Regions from separate parts of the Mus musculus genome. Here region 1 is linked to region 2. The links are chromatin contacts, called in public promoter capture Hi-C maps. All regions are on one chromosome and are shown on one strand. Each heading gives the region's core, a stretch centred on a gene start, on an enhancer-like site or on the middle of the called end of the contact. The rest is flanking DNA. Distances are from core to core; before and after follow the strand shown.

Region 1 (3,118 bases), core at 303-2,802, 71 kb after region 2:
GGGCAGTTCTACTGGCTCTGGTGTGGTCCCCCTGCCTATTCCTGAGTTAATTGCTTTGCTGAGCTTCACCAGCTGTAGGTCAGGTGGCCAATTCCTGAGTCAAGAGTGGATGTAGCTCCCTGAGTGATCTGCGACCTGACAGTGGAGTTGGTGGTAACTCCCAAGCAGGAAGGTGGGGTGTAGTTACATTAATGAGTGCCTGGACAGATGAAAGGGAAAGTGTCTATGTTTCTGGTCAAATCCAGTGCCTAATTTCACACACCTTAGAGGTACTTAGAAGACCGCCATCTTCCCTTGCTGGTCTTCCATGACGCTGCTTCTGCATGCTCTTGCTCCTGCCATCCAGCTGCCTTGGCAAGAGTCTGAGCTTGGGGGCTGGAGGTAAGAGCCATTGCTCCCGGGCGTCTGTCCTTTGCTCCTACCTCCCAGGTTGCCACAGGGTTGAGCATCCTGATTCTTCCCTGTGTCACTGCGATTCTGGAAAAGACGCTCTGCCACCCTGAGTCACAGTTTTCTCAGCTGCAGATAGGGTTAGTGATGTCCCTTTGACCTCTTTCAGGAGACAGAAAGTGGGTGGCGCGTGGCAGCCCCAGACTTGTGTCTCCTCCTTAAGGCTGGGACAGCTCTAAAGAAACTTTACAGAGTAGGGTGTTTGTTTGTTTTGCTTTGTTTTTAGTATTTGTTTGTTTTGAACAGTTTCGGTGCTCGGAACGATTAAAGGAAATGCTTTAAAAAGTGTCTGGCAGTCTGTGCTCTAAAGACCACTGCCTCTGAGCCCAGACAGATCAGTCGCAGCTCTGGCCCCCGCTCCAAGTGTTTGTGTGTTTAACTTCTCAAGGGTTTCCACTGAGGGGAACAAAAGCCCAGAAGTTTCCCTGAAACCCTTTGGCTTAATCCTCCCAAGAGTCACTGAAGCCTCTCAGGATCGATCCAGGAAGTGGAGGACACTTCTCAAGACTTTGCTTTCAAGTCTGCTGCCTGTTCCTTCTCAACAACGCACTTGAGGTTTTTGCTTCCTTTTTTTCTTTGTATGCTCCAGTGCCAACACAGCACTGAAGTTCAGGATGGTGTCTAGGGTCACAGTGGCAGGAAGTGGCTAAACAGGGAGGCATCTTTGCAGAATCTTCCCTCCTTCTACAGAGAGAGAGAGAGAGAGAGAGAGGGAGAGAGAGAGAGAGAGAGAGAGAGAGAGAGAGGCAGGCAAGAACAGCAGCCCCACCCCTCCTGGCACAGGTGCAAACCGCAGGCTGGAGCAGCACCAGATGCCTTGATGACGTCACATGTGTGGAGCCAGAGCTGTGCCTGACTTGGGGTTCAGTTGGATTGAAGGCTGGAACACGAAGGAACAGACAGTTTTAAGGGAACCAACCAGCAGATGAAATGTGTAGCTGGTTGGGGTAAGAAGAATGACATTTTTAAAAAGAAGGAAAAACAAAAATCCAACTGTTTTTTGTGGATGAAAGTTCCTGGAAAGGAGATGAACCTGCTTGCCCACAGCAAGGACCTCAGCAGCTGCGCCGGAGAGACTGGAATGTTCCAGGTCCTGAGCCAAATTACTTTGGGCCAATCATTAGCCTCTTTAACAGCCTTTGCTTGCCCTTCTGTATGCGTCCCAGCAGCTCTGGGGCCCTTAGGTAAGTCTGTCTTCCACCAAGCACAAGGCTGAGAGTCCATCAGCTGCTGTCTGAGGCCCATGTCTGCTGTGCCTTTGTCCTTCTGGGACCTGCCTGCCCGCGTGTATGAAAAGGGTCTTGATTAATGATTCCCTTTGTTCTGGTACTATAAAGCTTCCGGGAACAGTTACTCTATCCGAACATTATGTATGTAAAACAAACAAACAAAAACAAAACAGAGAACTCTGTTCCCAAGCCGTGGCCATCCCTGTAGGCTCCAGAATAAACTCTCTCTCATCCCCTTTGAGTGAGAGCTATGCTTCTTCACAGACGCTTTAAACCAGATCCAGCCGATTAGAAAAGGGTGGTTTGGGTAGGATGGCTAAAGATGCCATGTGGGCTGGGGAATGCAGCTTTGTGTTAGAACAACCAGCTTGCACAAGGCCCTTGGAGCCAGCCCCAGCAGCAAACAAACAAACTGAAAAAGTACTTAATATGTAGCTTTTGTTTGGTCCACTTAGGAAATCCTAGCAGAGATTTAATGGTATGATGTGGCTTCTTTCTTACTTCAACTTTAAAAAAAATGATTTATTGGTTTATTTTTGCATGTGTACACTTGCCATCCCCCACCCCACCTCACCCCTGCATGTGTGTGTGTGTGTGCACATGTGCATGTGTAAGTGCATGTGTGTGAATGAGTGCATGTGTGTGTGTGCACGCGTGTGTGCGTGCATGTGTGTGTGCATGTGTGTGTATGTGTGTGTGTGTATAAGTACAGACACATGTGGAAGTCAAGGGACAAATTGTGGGGACTGGGTCTCTCCTTCCACCATGTGGGTGCTGGAGATCAAACTCAGGCCTGGGTAGAAGCAGTCTCCACACTGAGCCATCTCCTAGCAGTAGGATTTCCTACATCTGTTTTCCTTTGCACAGATACCCCCCCCCTCAGCCAGCCATGTTGTCCTAGCACATCTGCCGAGATGAAATCCCCATGGCCTCTGGGTCCTGGTTTTTGTTTTGTTTACACCTGAGCCTTCCTGCCTCTGCCTTCCACTCACCTGCCTGCCTCTGTTCCTGTAGCTGGCTCCCTCATCACTTGGTCGCTCCGTTCTATAGAAAGTGCCACCCACCACCCACTGAGCACTCCTTGACAGGCCTAGAACTCCTGGTGTACACCTTGATTCCCAAACCCTGTCTACCAGCTTGCCAGCGAGTTTATCATGCCTTTACACAGAACACCGTACTCACCTGACCAAGCACAGGAGTCCTAGGGCTCCTGACGCTAGGCCCGACCTGCCTTCGGGTCAGGAGAATCCACAAACGTGATCCCTTCTCTGACCATCGAGTGTTCAGTGAATGAAAACTCCTAAGTCTTCTCCAATCAAAACACATGGATTTGGTTTTTCAGAGCCTAAGAACAAGTAACCTCAGGGTTAAAAGCCCTGGCCTGCTCTTCCAGAGGTCCTGAGTTTGATTCCCAGCAACCACATGAAGGCTCACAACCA
Region 2 (3,125 bases), core at 421-2,920:
CAGAAGACAATACTGCATTCGCTGGGACTGGACTTGTGAGCCACTGTGTAGGTTCTGGGAATCAAACCCTGGTCCTCTAGAAGAGCAGCCAGTGGTCCTAACCACTGAGTCATCTCTCCAGACCCACGTGTTATTTGCATGTGTTACTTTCTTCTTCTGGCCTCAGAGGGCATTACAGGCACACTGTACACACACATACACACAGGCAAACATTCATACACATAAAACAAGAATAAATATATCTTTAAAAACCCCTATCTCTACTGTTTGCTACCAACAGCCACCAGAGCCACCTCCTTCATGTTAAAGACAACATTGCCCATCAACATTGCCGACATAGGGTTTGCTGGTGCACCCTCTTTCCCCAGCAAATCAAACACTCAGGGCTCTTTCCATGACTGAATTACTTTGGCATTAAATGAGCATCCAAACAGGTGCAAGAAAAGTGCTTAGATGTCAGAGCAAGTGTTAAGTCCCCCGAGGATCTGCAGCTCTGTGACCTTGAAGGGCATTAGACATCTCTATACCCGAGTTCTCTTCTGTTAAAAAAGCATGGATAATGACCAACTCTCAGGGCAGCTTTCAGCATTGCATGAAATGTCCAAATGCTTTAGCACGATGCTAGCTAGCTCTTACAATACTAAGAAGTACTGTCCAAGTGCTGGCTGGTCAAGAAAGATCTTCCTAGAATGAAAATACTCACCAACAAGAGAAGTCACAAAAGAGACTATCTGTCCAATGTTTTCATGCATATCATAAATTTAAATTTTCAACTAGAGAATACCATCCTTGATTTAAAAACAAAATAAAAACAAACAAACAAAAAAACCCAGCGTTTTTATCTGAATGTCAGTTATCCCAAATCTATGCAAACTGCTAGTCAAAACCTTAGGGATTTACAAAAATGGGATACATATAGTGTGACTTATTTTCTACCAAACGAAAAGAATATGATGTCGGGATGGAAGAACCTGCGGTAATACTTGTGGCATGGGTTGTAAGGGGCATTCTGTATACATACGGTGTAATTAATATTGTTCCACATACACTTTATTGAGGAGTCATTTGTTACCTAGGAAAATCCTAGTTTGTTCTTGTGGCCTGCCTCCACAGAGTCCCTTAGTCTATCACTCTCTCATTCAACCAGTGTTACTGGTTACTCCTGTTAAATACCAGGCAACTGACTAAATGCTCACAGTTACAGAAGCTGACTCCTGTGCAGACCCCGAGAGTATGCAGCAGCACCCCTCGACCCTATCTGGGAACAGAAGAGAGACTGCAGGAGGGGTCCCTGGTGAACCTGCAGGGGACTCCTCACCTCCCGCACGCACAGCTGCTCTCCCACTCCCGGAAAAGCCCGCTCCTTCACCGGTCCAGGTTAGGGCCGAGCGCCTCAGCATCCTCACCTCGCCCTCCCGCCCTCCCGCGCACCGCCTTTGCCCTGCTGGCTAGCATCTCCATGGTAACCGTACACAAACCACCTTTCGCTGCAGGCCGAGCGGTCAGCCTACAGATCCAGGACGCCGCAGAGCGAAGCGGGATGCGCTGGAGTAGGTGCTGGTTGGGGAATCCGGGCTCGACTCAAAACACCTGTGACAAGCGCTAGACACTTAGACCCCGGCGGAGTGTGACGGCCTTCCCGCTCTCGCAGGGCAGCAGGGACCAGGAGGAGGGGCGGGGCGGGGCGGGGCGGGGCGGGGCGGCCCTGCTCCACTCTCCGCCACTGAGCCTGCGCCAATCCCTCTAGCCACGCACGCGTAGCAGCGTCGAGGCGTGGCGAGGGCCCGTGCGGGAGCGCGGGCAGGAGCATACCCACAGGGGAAAGGCAAGAATGGGTGGAGGGGAGTCTTCTTTTACATTAGCAATATGTTCAACCATGTTTGTTTCTCCCCGTAGGATCTCCAAGACTGTTAAACAACTGGCAGAGGAACAATGTAGTGTTTTGGGAAAGAGTCGGTTATTGATTATAGACGTCAACGTCCACCTGGAACGGTTCCTTAGCATCTCATCTCTTATGCTTCAGGCAGAGAGTGCTATCCCTGTGTGTGAATAGCTGAATCGTGGGCCGTAGCAAAATAAATGTGAAGAGCTGTGAATGTAGCAGTGAATGTTAACCTGTTGGATATCATTAACTCCTTGCATTTGGGCAGCACTCAACCGTTTGTAGAGCGAGCTCACAACAGAGCAACTAGGGACCCAAGGTGAGATCAGGAAGGAGCGATTTAAGTCTTGGGTTGCTATGGCTAGTCGCTGTGTGTTCTTACTGAATCACTACAACCCAACAGGGGAAGAAAAAAAAAAGAGTCCTGTGTATATGTTTCTAATTCAAACTCTGTTTGCGTCTACACTGGATCATTGGGTAACACTTGTGAAATACAAGCGAGGCATAAGCTCTAAATTTACACTACGGTATATAAACATAGGGATTATCAGCAAGTGTTGTCAACACTGGGAAAATGCCGTATTCCATGGTGCCAAGGGTCTTGTAAAGAATAACTAAATTGTATCTATTTTGCACAGTTAATACCTTTGATGAGAAATGACACCTGGAACACTGAGTAAAGGTTTTCCAAGTGCTTAACAAGATTTCCCACATCACAGACAAAGAAAACTCAATCATTGATGAAGTTTAGGATCCCAAACTAAATATTATTTTTCACTGGGAACAGGATCTATCCTATGAAGTCCCATTTGTGTGTCACCAGACTCAACTGTGCAAAAGGACATTGCCTGTTGTATAGAAAGCATAACTAGCATTTTGATCTCATAGTTTGTGAGATATGATAAAATACAAGTCCATTTGGGTCTCTTGGTGGCTGTTTATAAATACAGGTGTCTATCTGACCCTTCATGGAGAGTCAGACTTCTCCAAATGTTTTGTTATTAAATGACTGGTAATCTGATATTAACTCAACCTCAACATCTTTCTGAATGATGGTGGGTGAAAAATGAGTATATCGATAGCCAATAGAAATTCAGCTTTACATCTTCTTCTCACCCCAGATTTGCGGTCCACAGTGAGCCTTCCCAAACGTTGCAGTAGCTGGCTTCTAAGTCTAAAAGTCTCATCTCCACTGAAACATGAGCTTACAAACCTGTAAAACAGACATGGCTTGGACCTATAA

Evidence for each region. Promoter capture Hi-C pulls out the DNA fragments that hold promoters and counts their contacts.
Region 1: a contact with region 2 is called in a promoter capture Hi-C map of liver, with 2.0 times the contacts expected there. The contact joins the enhancer-like site here to the promoter of Armc2 in region 2. A contact is called at or near these places in 9 of 39 promoter capture datasets (the 3T3-L1 cell line, 3T3-L1-derived adipocytes, the HPC-7 cell line and 6 more), 1 of 15 datasets of contacts at CTCF or cohesin (the NIH/3T3 cell line), 14 of 484 Hi-C or Micro-C datasets (the G1E-ER4 cell line, the HL-1 cell line, LSK cells and 10 more) and 3 of 115 datasets of contacts at active chromatin or transcription factors (embryonic stem cells and memory CD8 T cells).

The regions. Positions count from the first base shown.
Region 1 is chr10:42,088,294-42,091,411 of GRCm38.p6, forward strand. No RefSeq gene overlaps it. Among named protein-coding and RNA genes, the nearest start is that of Gm40630, 7.9 kb to the left of the region's middle. Within about 2 kb of position 1,553, at least 187 of the 459 cell types and tissues checked have an H3K27ac peak or open chromatin away from gene starts, as enhancers often do. A contact at or near this core is called in the G1E-ER4 cell line, the HPC-7 cell line, bone marrow and 6 more, where this site is marked.
Region 2 is chr10:42,016,712-42,019,836 of GRCm38.p6, forward strand. It overlaps Armc2 (armadillo repeat containing 2), which reads right to left and starts at 1,671. Exons shown (of 18, transcript NM_001034858.3): 1 at 1,482-1,671. It overlaps 1700016J18Rik (a long non-coding RNA gene), which reads left to right and starts at 1,443. Exons shown (of 3, transcript XR_871596.3): 1 at 1,443-1,550; 2 at 1,897-2,201.